3 separate regions of the Mus musculus genome follow, and regions 2 and 3 are each linked to region 1. A link is a contact called in public Hi-C data. All regions are on one chromosome and are shown on one strand. Each heading gives the region's core, a stretch centred on a gene start, on an enhancer-like site or on the middle of the called end of the contact. The rest is flanking DNA. Distances are from core to core; before and after follow the strand shown.

Region 1 (4,507 bases), core at 692-3,191:
CCAGGCCACCTCGCTTTAGTGATAGTCATTTTCTTGAGTGTCTGGGGTTCTGTATTTATGGGGGAGGTAGCCAACTGAAGAACCTAGTGACAGAAACAGACAGGAAGGCTCTTGGAGGCACAGAGGAGGGGAGGTCAGAAAGGGAGCTGGTCACCAGGTAGAATTTTCTGGAAGAGGTGTCTGAATTGTTGAAGGTGGTCATGGTGGGCAGACGGGGGCTTTGAGTACTTCTGAGCCATCATCAGAGTGGTTCACCCAGGGCAATGGTATTGGAAAGGAAGCTGCAGGGCCAGGGTCAAGTCCAGGGCAGGCATGGCAGTCCTCTGAGACTAAGTCTCCTTCAGTGGACAGCAGGCAGGCTAGGAGGAAACTCTCAGGGCTTAAGGAAGGAGGGGGTATTTACTGAATATTTGACAGTATGCATCTGAAAGCATCACTCCCTTTAGTCCTCCCCCACATCCTTAGACCTTGGTTAGTAGCTCTTGTTTGCCGATGAAGAAACTGAAGTTCACAGAAGTTTGAAAAATGACTCAGGTGTAAGAGGCAGTCAGGAATTGAAGCCAAGTCTGAGCTCTCTGTGTTGTCTTATGAGACATGAGGGTGTCCATAATTCTCATGCCACTGACAGGCTAGGGGACGTCAGACAGACATGCAACATTTCCATTCCCAGAAGCAGGACAGAATCTAGCCTCACTAGCTCCACAAAGCCAGTAGCCAGTCAGAAGCAGAGCTGGCAGGTGGAGCCAAGCCTGGAAAAGGTTGTCAGCTAGGGGGTGGGGACCTGGGTCTTCAAGTTTGGTGGCCTGGAGCAAACTACTGTCCTTGTTGGGCTCTGTTTCTTTATTGGGGAGGTTCAGAAGGAGTCACCAGCATAAGGAGGGGCAGTTAGGAAACAGAGGCTGTGGTCCTGCATAACCTACTGTTTGAAGTGGAAACTCTGGGGGCTTAGGCAGCTGATACACTTTGATGAGGCCACCTTGTAGCATCTCTATACAAGCTGCTCTGCCTGCTCCCTGTCATTTAATACATTTAACGGCTTTAAGAGGCTCCTATTTTATAGATTAGAAAAGAGATGGTGAGGTGCCCTCCGTGTCTGACCCATCAGCTGGCACACAGTGAGGCTGGGAAGATGAAGAACCTCATCTTTTTTCACCACGCCCCGATGCCTTCCAGTCTCACAGCCCCACATCGGGGTGTCTCCCAGACGCTGTAAAGGCAGGATTTGGAATTAGACTCTTGGCTTTGGATAGCTTACCAGCTTCGGAAACTTTCTTCTCTTTGCCCTGCCGATTTTACTCATCAATTAAATGTAATGATGACACCTCATGGAGTGTTGTGAGTATCAAAAGCGATAATGGACTCCACTTTGTTCATCTTTCAGCCCAGGAGCTCATCAGCCTTTCCGTCTTTCACACTCAACACATCAGGCTGCTGGGAGTAAAGTCCCTTCCCACAATGCACACTGCTCTTCCCCCAGCAGCACCCCAGAAAGAAACTCTGCCAAACTTTTCTCCCCCCAAGACTCACCAGCCCACACTGGTCATGGAGCAACATCTACCCCTGCTATGCAGGTGCTGCCTGGATAAATGCAAGCGTTAAGGGGTCCCCAGGTCCTAACTAACATCTTCCAGCAAAGTACATCCCACTGGTTCGCATCCCTCCCCTGCCTGCCCAGACTTTGCCTGGTTTCTACTTACGGGATAGTGCTTGCGAGTCCAACGGGAGCCAGAACATCACGAGTCCCAGCAAAGAGGGGATGATCCTCACCCCGGGAACCATCCTTCCTTGTCCCAAGGTCAGACAACCCCGGGATGAGCCGGGAGAAAGTGAGATAAGGACACAAGTAAGTCCTCAGAGGACCAAGTAGGACCGCTGCTTGAGGAGTCGGAAAAGCAAAGATGAAGAGGAGCCAAGGACAGGAGAGGTCTAAGGTGAGGATGAGAGGACGGTGGGGAGGGGACGAGGAGAAGAGAGAGAGAGAGAGAGAGAGAGAGAGAGAGAGAGAGAGAGAGAGAGAGAGAGAGAGAGAGAGAGAGAGAGAAATTAGTTGGGGAAATGAAGAAAAAGGCTATGGCAGAGAGGGAGAAGGTGCTAGCTAGAGAACCGGGATCTGCGGGGTGCGGTCACCGGGGTGCAGTGTCCCTGTGGCGCTGGCTGGCGGCGGCGCGGCGGCGCGGGGTCCGGCGCGGGTCTGGGGCGCGGTGGGGCGACAAGACCCTCGGTGGCGGCGCGGGGGAGGTTGAGCGCTGCCGCTGTGCACGCCTCGGGCGCCAGACGCCGCGCTCGGGCGCATTTGTACTTTGCCGCGGGAAGCCTGCAGCCCTGGGCCGCCCTAATGCTGGCGCCTCCTCTGAGGCACCGCGAGCTCGTGGATTGGCCACGAGAAACAAGCCCATTTCTCCCCCTCCCCTTTAGTGCAGGGCTGGGAACCTTCGCTCCAGGCAAGGCGCCGAGTGGAGACGAGGGGGCTGGGGAGGGGGAAGGGGGCCACAGACGCCCCGGGTTTTAACCCCTGGCTCCCCGCGGTACGCAGCCTGCAAGGGGAACCAACCCAGTTAGATTTCAGATGAAACTGAGTGGGGAAGGTCATAGTACGGGTCTGGGAATCTCAGGATTGGGTATTTGGTGGGGGAGTGCAGAGACACTTGCCATTTTGAACACAGTCTGTGTGCTTGCACATAGCGCCTAGGAGAAAGGTTTTCTCTCCAGCACTAAGATAATGATTTGAGTTACTTTAAAAGTCTTCAATATCGTCCTGCAAATGTCGCAAAGGATTAAATAAGATTTGGAACATCAAAGCACTTCAACTTTGGAGGAAAGCCATTTCAGGTACCTGGAATCTCCCATTGGCAGGTGGTGGTCCTAGGCATCATCCCCAGATGAGAGGTAGCTTTGCTATGGAGTCACTGCTGCTACCACTTACCAAGCAGCCCAGGATGAACTCTTTCTACAGGCGAGGCCCCACTGCTCTGCATGCGCCAGTGACAGCCAGGGTCAGAGCTTTGTCCTTTCACCAGAAGGTGAGCACGCTGATCCAGAACCCCAGCAGCCTGGGCAGGCTGTTGCTCCAGACCTCATGTTAGGTGAGCTCCTGAACTAATAGGACCCTAAGAAAAGAACAAGCTCTGTCCACCCCAGAGCACACAGGCTCTGCAATGAGAGGGCAGACTCAAGGTGCTGGCGCCATCCACAGCTTGCTGGGCCACTGTGGGCAAACACAGTCGTCCTGGCTTTGGACCTTGATTCCTGAGCATCTCTTACACAGCTACCAGTGTCTCAGACCAGGACAGGTGTAAGGATGGAGAAGTGGCAGGCCACACCCCATTCCAGGTTATCTGACTGGCAGGGTTAAGGCTGCACTCCTCACGCCAAGTGAGCAGTGGGAGGAACCAGTGACCAAGAAAGCCCCTACTCAGGGCTCTCAGAGTGAAGACAAACATGAGCTCCTTCCAGTCCTCCTCTGACTTAGGTTCTCCTTGTCAAAGCTCTCCTCCACTCCACCCTCCTGGATACAGTGTTTGCTAAGAAGTAATCTCCCCCCCCCCCCCCGTCTCTGCTAATGTGTGCTCTGTACCTGTCTTGATGTCTAAGGTTGCCAAAGGTGGGCTCATTGGGTTCTAAACCCTGTTCATTCTGCTTTCCTGAAGGGTCTCTGCCACCTCAGCTTTCCTCAGAGCTCTGGTGTCTTCAGTCCTTACTCACAGTCCTTTCCCACAGCCTGTCTTCAGGTCTCCTGTCCCTGGTCCAGGCGTTCCAATGTATTTTCCCCCACACTCTCCACAAGAGTTGTGCTGATCATTTCAACGACAAACCAGATGCCCCCTTGCCCCCCTTGAACCCATTCTGGCCATCTTGGAACTCGTATGATTAAGATGTATAACATTCAGCATTGACTTTAAGTCTGTGCACATTTGACTCCTGACTCCTTTCTGTCACCGTCACCCACTCTACCCACCCTGTACCCACCCTACACCCCCTACACCCACTCTGTACCCACTCTACCCACCAGTATCCTCCTACCCCCTCCACCTTTACCAACCACTCGCCTCCCCCAAGTGCCCATGCATTTCACACCTCTGTATCGTTGTACACATTTTCCTTCTGCAAGAAGATCAGTTTCCTTCTGCTTCTAAATCTTGGGCCATGAGCAAAGTAGACCAGGATTTTCTGACTGAGTCTCATCTCCACTCCTGTCTTGCCAAGTTGCACCAACTGGCTTTGGCGATCCTCCGGCCTCAGCTTCCTTGTGACTAGAAAAGTAGGTATGTACCCTTGTTCTGCAACTTGTGACTTCGAGCTGCTTGTTTATTTTTGCCGTGTGTCTCTCTCGTGTGCACACTTGTACACTATGTGCACACCTGTATTTGGTGCACACGTTCCCGCACTTGCACGTTGTGACCAGATGAGGGCAGTCGTTGTCTTGCTAGATCACTTTCCACCTTATTTGAGTCTACCTGTATGGGAAAGAATCTAGTACCCAGCTAGCCAGCCCCAAGGATTCTCCTCT
Region 2 (4,507 bases), core at 1,034-3,533, 89 kb after region 1:
ACCTGTTCCTTTTAAACTCAGAAAATGAACCTGGAAGACCATTTTGAGTTGATGTCACACATGGTGAGGCAGGATGTGGGACCTTTGTCACCTGGTCCAAGACCTTCAAGGGAAAGTGCTTAAAGTGACCATGCTGCCAGTTGGAGACTTGAAGACAGTGCTGGGCACTTGGTCTCTAGAGTAGCAAGATGTTGGGCACACTGTTAATTCCCTTCTAACTGGGTATGGTGGCTTGTATCCTTTTCCAGATGGGAACTCCAGCCCTGGCAGTTCAGAGTCTAGGTGCGGGGCCCTCTGATTGCAAAGGTGCTGGTTGCCTCTTCTGCTAACCTTACAGTGAGAACCTCTACCACTGGCCTCGGCAAACTGTGGTTCCAGTTGCTATCTGGACTGGAATTGGTTGGGCCAGGAACCAGGCTGTCTTCCACTTTACCCACTGTACCATGGGATTCTGAGCTAATTCAGGATGTGAACACAATCTGCTCCTCCATCTGCCAGTTCTCTCTCCTAGCCCAACTTCCAAATTGCTCACCAGCATCTTGGGTAACTAGAGACAGTTGGGAAGGTTGGAGGACACAAACTGAAGCTAAAAGTTACCAGTGAGCCCAGCTTGGAGTGTGCAGAGGCAGGAGGATCAGGAGTCTAGCACCATCCTTGGCTACAGAGTTGGAGGCCATCTTGGGCTACATGAGACCCTGTCTAAAACAAAGCATGAGCTGCCATGTCTGTTGACCAAGTGTTACTAGAGTAGCGGCAAAATTGGGGTACTACATAGTGGCTTCCTTCTGGGGGTCCAGTTGTAACATCTTATTATATATATGGAAAAGGAGGCCCATGCTTGAACTCTGCTCTCTATGAAAGCAGCTTAGGAGGTGGGAAGCCAAAGTAAGGAATTCAGAATGATGAGGAGAGGTACCCAGCCTATCGAAGCAAGAGGTGCTTGGCCCAGATCAGTGTGCCATTATTGGGCTGCCATGGGGGTACAGAGAGCAGAGCCAGAAGTGGGGAACTCCAGTAGATATACTCCACAGTCCCTTGTAGCAACACCATTAACAGTGCCAAAGAGAGGCAAGAAGCTAGGTTGGAACAGGGTTTTTTTGGTGGAGGTAGGTCCATCCGAGAGAATGTGTGGCACGAGCACACCTGGCTGAAGGGAACCTGCTGGGTCGACGATGTCAGAGTCAGGAAGGATTCTCCTAGCAGTAAAGGAAAGATGAGTGCTCTGGAACTCCAGAAAGACCAGTCAAGTCAACAAATGCCCTGAGTGTGGCTACTGCTGCGGGTCACTGTGTTACCTGTTTCTGTTCAGACATCTGTGAATGGGCTAACTGTACCCTTTGTCACCTAGGGTGACCTGTGTAGTGACAGTACATCACATGTATGTCTGGGAATGATCACAGCTTAGTATAAGCTTAACTGGCTACTTGCATAAGTCTGCGAAGTTGGGTTCAATAATATGCAAATGGTTGGAATTGGAAGGGGGGGGGGATCTGTCTTGCTGAGGATCAAGAAGCCTTGTGCTTCCTGGGCCCTGGGTACTGCAGGTCAGCTGCCTCCTTAGGTCCCACCCAGCATAGTCCTGGTGGACTTCTCCAGACCCTCCTGGGCCAGATGCTGTCTACAGGGCACACACCAAGAATGCAGCAGCCCCAGTCGGCTTTGGCCAGATTGTTTCTTTACTGGATTATAGGACACTGGGGAACCAAACCTTCCCTTCTACCAGCAATGGTCTCAAAAGGAACCATTCTGTGTTCTTTCACCCTCACAATGGAAAAAGCTTCCTCACAGGAAAACTGTCCCCTGGCCTCTACAGCCCCCACCTCCCCACCCTGCCTCTTGCTGGCTACTTGCTGCTGCTTAGGCACTTAGGGAAGCTGTCCTGATTGGCTCAGGTGGGGTACTCACAGCCCTCTTGGGATGCAGGAATCAGCAGAGATTTTTCTTTAGTGACACTGCCACTGTGGCCCTGGCCTGACCTCCAAGGAGGATACTTGGCACACATTGTATTGCTCTACACCACTCTTTATTGCTGCTGGGCCAGCCACCAGGTGCAGCCTGGCCGGGCTCCGAGGCAAGGTCCTGCTGTGCTCCCCATACTGACCACGGAGCGAAATGGAGCCCAAGCCCCCTCTGTTCAGGGCTGGGCACAGTCCAGGGCGCAGAGCCCTTGGGGAGGGCGGTGTGCAGCTCTACTCTTTCGAGTCGCTGGCCGTGGGCTCCTGGCAGAACTCGTCCATGAACTCGAGGAAGCGGCCCAACTTGGGCTGGCCGGCGCTCAGCGCACGGCGGGTAGGCGGCCTTGGCGGCGGGCTGGCAGCGAACACAGTCCGCAGCGAGCTGCGTACCAGCTGCCGGTAGCGTGCGCGGAACTCCTTGAGCAGCCTCTTGGCCTCTCGGTATTGCTTCTGGTTCACTAGGCGCTGCTGTGCGCGCCGCTGCAACACAGTGCCTACAGGAATGAGAAAGGACAGCGCCAGGATCGCCCGGTTTCCCTGGCCCAGAGATGCAGAAAGTATTTCGGTGTGTAGAAGCAGTCCAGCCCCGACAGTAGGAAGTCATGTCTTACAAGATCCGAAGGTGCTGATGACGTGGAAACCTCTGCCTGCATGCTACAGCCCACTGCAGGTAGACGCTCAGAAATTCCCATTTCCCACAGCCCTCCCTGCTCACCATGCTCCCTTCTAGCTTTGCACCCGCCCTCCTTGCTAAACTTGCGCCGGATGGGACAGCTGGCACCATACCCAGTGGAGCCTCAGTAACATTCCGAGGGTCCCGCATGCGAATGAGGATATCATCCAGCAGCTGCGCTCGGGTCTTCCGTGGGGGTAGAATCGGTATCCTCCCGGCCTGGCACAAGGCAAGGAAGAGGTCTGTCACTTCATACAGTCATAGTGACAGGCAGGGGGCAGTAGGGAGCGCTGGGAAACTGGCCTCAGGGTCCCAAAGTAACCACTGGGTCTGTACTACCTGCGGAGTCCTCGGAGCTCAGGAACAGTCAGTGGTTGAAGTGCTTACCCTCTTCTCCTTGGGAACGTAGGGTTTCTGGAAAGTGTCCAGCCTGGGCTTGGAGGAGCGGCAGATGAGCGGCTGCTTCAGCATTCGATGCAGGGCCTGTGCGTTCTTCTGGATGCCTAGAGGATGCAGCAACAGGTGTCATCCCTGACCCAGATCAGCACTTGGACAAGGACTTTAACGCCCAAGAAAGCAGTTCCCAGGGCTCCCTCGTTTGCTCCCTTGCCTAGACCTCCACCATTCGTTGAGTGAAATGTCCCCATGAGCTCAGAGTCTAATGTGAAGAGACTTTTGGCCTCACAGTGATCCCTTAAAGGCAGTCACATGGAAAGGGGCTGACTCTCAGGAAAGCCGCTCCTTGGCAGGCTAATTTGGAGGCACAGATACTGGGGCACATCAGAGGAAATTGAATCAAAGCTGAGATGGCACTGTCTCTGCTGCCCCAAACCAGGTGGGATGGGTTTGCGATGGTCTACCGGTCCTTAACGGGCTGTGAGAGCTCAGGAGCCTGCTTGCTTTGCTTGGTTATTAGCCCTTTTCTGCAAGTAAATTTTACACCCAGGCTAATCCAGCTAGTCTTTGAAAAAGCCACGACCTCCAATGCCATGACAGTTCAGCAAAGGACATCGATGCTGCCATGCCCTAAGAATCCCCTGACAGAGAGCAGGGCCTGGTGGCACATGCCTTTAATGCCAGCATTTAATCCCATACCCTTTGGCTCCAAAAACGCAGGGTCAGGCTTGACTGTGAGCAGCTCTTCATAGCCGTCATACTTGTTGTGCAGAGAGGTAGCCGTCTGCTTCCTCCGAGTCCTCTTTGTCTCTCTGGGTGCTGTTGATGGTCTCCTTTGGTCATTCACTGCCTCCAAATTTTCCCTGTGGGCGGTGGAGGATGGCAGCTCATTCACCTGTGCCAGGAAGAAAATACACTCTTTTGTTCCCTGCCATATCCCAGCCAGCAGTGCTGAGCCCTGACACAGATAAAGCTGAGGCACGAAGGACGCAGACAGGAGACTAGATAATGAGTGGGAATAGGAAGGAGTGTGGCCAATCTGGGCACTCTCAGAGGAGGCCCAAAACCAGCCAGAAAACTCCATAGGAAGTGATGACTTAGTCTGGACCAAGTCCCAGGGACACAGGAGAGCTGTCCCCAAACAAGGCAGAGAGAGAGGGCTGGACTGCAAGCAATCAAGGAAGGATTACAACAGCAGGAGCCAGGGAGTGACATTAGGGCACACTTAAAGAGACAAGTGGGTGGCCAGAGGAAGGACCTTCCAGTGCCACACTGAGGGTATTTGCTTGGCATTCTTTACTCTTGCTCTGAGGTACACCAGAGACATTTTAGCCTGCCCAAATGGCTTTATTCATTATGGGAAACCCTGTTTCATGTAGGGACATTCTGGGGCCCTACCAACTCTTCCCAGCCTTACAGAGGTTAAGCAATCCCCATGTGAAAGACCTGGAGTTAGAGCTGTTTGCTTTTTAGAACATTTACC
Region 3 (4,507 bases), core at 823-3,322, 74 kb before region 1:
GCCTGGGCTACCTGGAGACCAGCAGCTTGGGAGATGAGTCCTGGTCTCCTGTCGAGAACTGGAGGGCAGATGCTTGTCCATCAAGCTGAGTAAAGGTTGGTGTACTCCAAAACTGTTTTTTCTAACGTGGAAAAGAGTGGAATGCCTGGACTTAAGCTTACAGGAAAGCTCTGGAGAATTCCCTATTTTCAGTGGTTATTTTTGTCATTGCCTCTAGTGATTTTTGTAAATGGGAATGGAAAAGTACAAGGCAACCATCCAGTCTTTAAAAAATTTGATTATGGTGGGATTTCTAATAAAACCAAATTTGAATTGGAGCTCTGGTGCGAGTTGGAGTTGTATCTTTCAAGGGAGAATGCAAACCTGATTTCTGTGTGCAACGTGTATGCCACCTGGATTCTGGGCTGCCTGCAAAGCTAAGCAGACGTTGAGTGGTGGCCTTTCTCTCCAATCTATGCAGTGCTCAGCCAGGTTACCGATGAGTTAAATTCAAGAAGCTGTTTTGAAGCAGAGCTTTAAACTGAATGTCTGATGGGTCTGTCACTTGACAGCCCGGCGGCAGGAGTACAGTTATCCAAATGCTGACCAGGAACAGGCTGGTTTTCAGTTATGTTGTTAAAAGCACATACCCACGATCTGAAATGTTTGCTATCTTCATCTTTTCAGTCCTGTGGGAAATCTTAGCTTTAGCCAACCTTACTTTTCAGTTCATTAGGAGGAAAATCTAGCCCTGATCTTGCATTCTGTATTGGTTTGGCTTCATCCCTTGCTGGCTGGGTGATGTTGGGCAAATTTTTCTCTCAGGAGCCTTAACAAAGTCAAACTAAAATGAGCCACTCGGTGTGGAGTCGTACTGGTGTCTGTAGCCTGAATGTGGTTCACAGTGACAGGCACTCAGTGCTGCTGCTTTCCAGATGGTAGATGCAGGCAGCTACCAGCTCCTTGAAATGCTACCCAGCACATGACCCAAATGGAGGCCTCCTGGCTTTACACCTGATCAAAAGGGGAAGATGGCCATCCTGTCTTAATGACAGGCTTTAAACAGTAGAACTTTCTTTTTATTGAAAGAAATGCTTATAGATAGCAGTATTTACTATTCATTAAAACATTTATTGCATGTAACATGCCAGGCATCTGACCAGAACACATGAGGATACAATAGAAACTAGAATGTGTTTCTTGTCTTCAGGATCCAGTGGACATGCATCTATAAATTGGAATTTCAGGGCAGTGAGTGCAGCAGTACATAAGTCAGGTCTTTCAGTGCTTTCAAGAGGGTGGGTCTCAAGGTGAGCTGGAGGGAGAACCACACAGTCCTTTGAAGGACATGTATGATTTTACCAAGAACGGAGAATGAGGACGTCCCAGGCAAAGAACATGGTTTTGGGTGTGAAAGGATAGATTGTAGAACTAAGGTTTGGTATCTTTTGAGTGTGTGTGCATTGTGTGTGTTCCTGGTGCCCTGGAGTTCAGAAGGCATCTCAGCCATCGTGTGGGTTCCGGGAATGGGACCCTAGCCCTCTGTAAGAGCAGCAAGTGCTCTTAACCACTGAGCCATGTCTCCAGCTCCCAGATCGTAGAATTTTAAAATGGGGAAATACATTGAGATGTGACGTTGGGGTACTGCTAAGTAGTTTGGAATTTGCCCATAGATAATGGAGACCAACTGAAAAACGTTGAGAGGGTTTTTGTTTGGTTTTTGTTTGTTTTAATTCCATTAGAAGTCAGTTCTCATGACTCTGTGATGTTCCATGTGACAGCACGTCCTGTGCTCCTGGATACTGTGAGAGCATATCTGTCAGGAAGTGCATACTGCATCTGAAGTCTAGTAGTGGGAAAGTGCTAATGAGATTAGAGACTGTCAGAGCTAAAGCTGGTTCATTCCTGCGGCTGCCTAAAACTGTGCATTGTTCCCCAGGCGCTCTACTCCAGCTTGCATTTCTGTAGCAGAATCGGTTTTTGAGAGCTGATAGTTCCTTGACACCCTCAGTGGTAGGGACCTCTACTTAGCTTGAACCACAAGGAGTGGGATGGGGGCAGGACAGGTTCTCCCCGCTTTACTCCTTTAAGAAGATGGTGCTTGTACAGAGAGCAGAAGAGAAGAGCCTTATAAGGAAACAAATCGTTTCTTGAGGACAGGGTAGAACTAGCGTCTAATAACGGATCTGCCAGAAATGCACTCAGTGTCAAGACTCGTTTTAGTAAACTTGTCTCTCTTTTCATTGGTTCTGGGATCTCAGAATGCTGTATAATGCAGCTTTTACCACCATGAAACCTTCAGGGGCTGCCTCGTTTTGTTGGGAGAAGGGAGTGTTGCTTTCTGAGTTATTACCCGGAGGCTCTGTAAATTAGCCCATGCTGTCACCGTGCCCTCTCTGAAGGGTACATTGTACCCAAATAACTGCATTTAGGACCGGCTCTTGCCACTCCCTGCTGCATGACACTTCTCCCCTCTTGTGTCTCTGTCCAGTTTTGTGTGTGTGTGTGTGTGTGTGTGTGTGTGTTCTTAAGTGTGGGCCACCCACAGATGACCACCCAGGCTCCTTAGCGAGAAGCTTGGTAAGGCTTCTGGTCTAATTTTCCATTGGATCAGAACCCACCGTAACTCCAGAATTGCCCTTCCATTTCAAGCCTAAGCTGCCACACTCCCCTCCTTTATTTTTCTCCCTCACCCTTGCCAGGCTCCTCATTCCTTGAGGCCTCCCCTTGGCTCTCACCACCTTCTTTTTTAAGGCTCAGAGTTCTCTGTGGCTAGCCCTTCTTCAGCTTTTCCTTCGGTCTCCTGGGCTTTCTCAAGGTTCTTCTTCCATGCGGCTTGCCTTTCCCTGGACTGCGCTTGAAGGATGGAAAAACCACCTTGTCTGATGTCTGCTTTGGATCCTTCCTTCACATGCAAAGCCTCAAGCTGTTGGATGATCGTCACCTTAGTCCCAGACAAGAGACTGGCATTTGTAAGAGCCTGTAAGTTACCATGTTGGAGACAAGTCACATACACACTAGTTTATAACAACAATGTTCAACAATGACAATGCTTAGATGAGTGTCAGGAAACCCCTGGGGAACGGTTAGCATTGCGTGGGTTCTCTCAGCTGTGGGTTCTCTTCATTCACCATTTATACACTGTGGTCCAAGTAAGAAAAGTACAAGTGGGAGTCTTTAACATAGCTCCTGTCCACGCCGAGACTGGAGAGTTGCAGACAAGTTTGAAGCAAATAACTAGGAATATTTCAAGTCAGTTTGTACAGTGGTTCTCTGTAGGTTCGCCTTGATTATGTAGAGTCCCAACAGTTTAGACACACTGGATAGCAGGGTTCTCTGATGGAAGTGTAAGCTTGAAGCAGAAGGGCCTCTGTTCAGCATTGACTGTAGGCCAGGTTCTGCCCCCTGACTTCAGCGTCTTCACTTAAAATGCAAACCATTAGTAAGATAATGTGTGGGCAATACCTTATAGTTTGACACATGAAACTAGGAGAAAAGAGTTCATTTTAAGCACCTTCTATGTGCCAAGCACTGCTGCATGCATTGTTAACAACCCTGAGATGAGTTATCCCAGGCTGGCCTCAGACTCACTGCAGCCAACAGTGCCCTTAAACTCCTGATCCACTCTACTTCCTGAGTGATGGGACTGTGGTTATAGATCATCACACCCTGTTTGTGTGGTACTGAGATGGAATCCAGGGCTTTGTACGTACTAGGCATACACGCTACTGAACTATGTCTCTAGTCCACTGGCACTTTTATTCCTGCTTTGCCTGAGAAAACAGTTTGCTCAAGATCATAGAATTGGGAAGTATTGAAGGCAGGATTGTGTGTGTGTGTGTGTGTGTGTGTATCATGACAGTTGGACTCCATTGCTCAGTTTTACCCCTCCATGTGGAATTACATATTGGCTACATGTTAGTTTATACCGTCTACTGATGACTGATGCTCATTCTTTTGTGTGTTTGTATGGGTGTTTTGCTTGTAGCTACATCTGCACCATGTGTGTCTGATGTCTGTAAAGGTCAGAAGAGGGCATCAGATCCCCCGGAACTGGAGTTACAGTAGTTGTATAGTGATTGGGAATTAAACCTGGTCGTCTGAAAGAGCAGCCTTAACTGCTGAGCTAAGTTGCCAGCTCTAGTGGAGACGCTCGTTTTTATAAGTGAAAACCACGCTGGCTTGTTCAGAGCCCATACGTTCTAATTTGAAGCCTGTCTCAATGTTTAACCAGCCACTCATTTTAGTCCTCTCTGCAGCCTCCCCACCAAGTGCTCTTGAGGCTATAAACAGCCCATTATGTTTTGTATACCATACTTACTAACTTACAAAGTTAGATAAGCAGACTAATAAATGTTAGGAAGAATTTTTAAAAGAATTTAGAAGACGTTTAGACAAAAATAAAGTTTTCCAGTCGTTTTGGGTCACCAGGAAACCCTGTAAATTAAGTTCTTGGAGGAATCCATCTATTTGGTTTCAGTTGAAATCAAGAATCCTATTTGCCTCGAGAAGTTCATCCAGTTCTTGG

What was found. A called contact is a pair of places that touch in the nucleus more often than the background predicts.
Region 2: a Hi-C map of bone marrow-derived macrophages shows a contact between it and region 1, with 55 read pairs. The contact joins the enhancer-like site here to the promoter of Chrdl2 in region 1. A contact is called at or near these places in 8 of 39 promoter capture datasets (the C10 cell line, the HPC-7 cell line, HPC-7-derived erythroid cells and 4 more), 1 of 15 datasets of contacts at CTCF or cohesin (large pre-B cells), 29 of 484 Hi-C or Micro-C datasets (B cells, the Ba/F3 cell line, the C2C12 cell line and 20 more), 9 of 115 datasets of contacts at active chromatin or transcription factors (the 230-238 cell line, bone marrow-derived dendritic cells, bone marrow-derived macrophages and 3 more) and 4 of 9 other capture datasets (adipose tissue, liver, macrophages and 1 more).
Region 3: a contact with region 1 is called in a Hi-C map of uterus, with 5 times the contacts expected there. The contact joins the enhancer-like site here to the promoter of Chrdl2 in region 1. A contact is called at or near these places in 16 of 39 promoter capture datasets (the 3T3-L1 cell line, the C10 cell line, the HPC-7 cell line and 12 more), 18 of 484 Hi-C or Micro-C datasets (the AtT-20 cell line, the C10 cell line, the G1E-ER4 cell line and 13 more), 5 of 115 datasets of contacts at active chromatin or transcription factors (PVALB interneurons, bone marrow-derived dendritic cells, embryonic stem cells and 2 more) and 4 of 9 other capture datasets (adipose tissue, liver, macrophages and 1 more).

Annotation. Positions count from the first base shown.
Region 1 is chr7:100,003,838-100,008,344 of GRCm38.p6, reverse strand. Chrdl2 (chordin-like 2) reads right to left here and starts at 1,941. Exons shown (of 11, transcript NM_133709.3): 1 at 1,698-1,941. The coding sequence starts at 1,779.
Region 2 is chr7:99,915,322-99,919,828 of GRCm38.p6, reverse strand. Xrra1 (X-ray radiation resistance associated 1) reads right to left here. Exons shown (of 19, transcript NM_001164258.1): 16 at 3,724-3,919; 17 at 3,016-3,131; 18 at 2,742-2,847; 19 at 2,005-2,449. The coding sequence ends at 2,190. Among named protein-coding and RNA genes, the nearest start is that of Gm38405, 11 kb to the right of the region's middle. Within about 2 kb of position 2,283, at least 69 of the 459 cell types and tissues checked have an H3K27ac peak or open chromatin away from gene starts, as enhancers often do. A contact at or near this core is called in Th1 cells, bone marrow-derived macrophages, double positive thymocytes and 1 more, where this site is marked.
Region 3 is chr7:100,077,921-100,082,427 of GRCm38.p6, reverse strand. It overlaps Pold3 (polymerase (DNA-directed), delta 3, accessory subunit), which reads left to right. Exons shown (of 12, transcript NM_133692.2): 12 at 1-315. Among named protein-coding and RNA genes, the nearest start is that of Pold3, 41 kb to the left of the region's middle. Within about 2 kb of position 2,072, at least 5 of the 459 cell types and tissues checked have an H3K27ac peak or open chromatin away from gene starts, as enhancers often do. A contact at or near this core is called in the N1E-115 cell line and uterus, where this site is marked.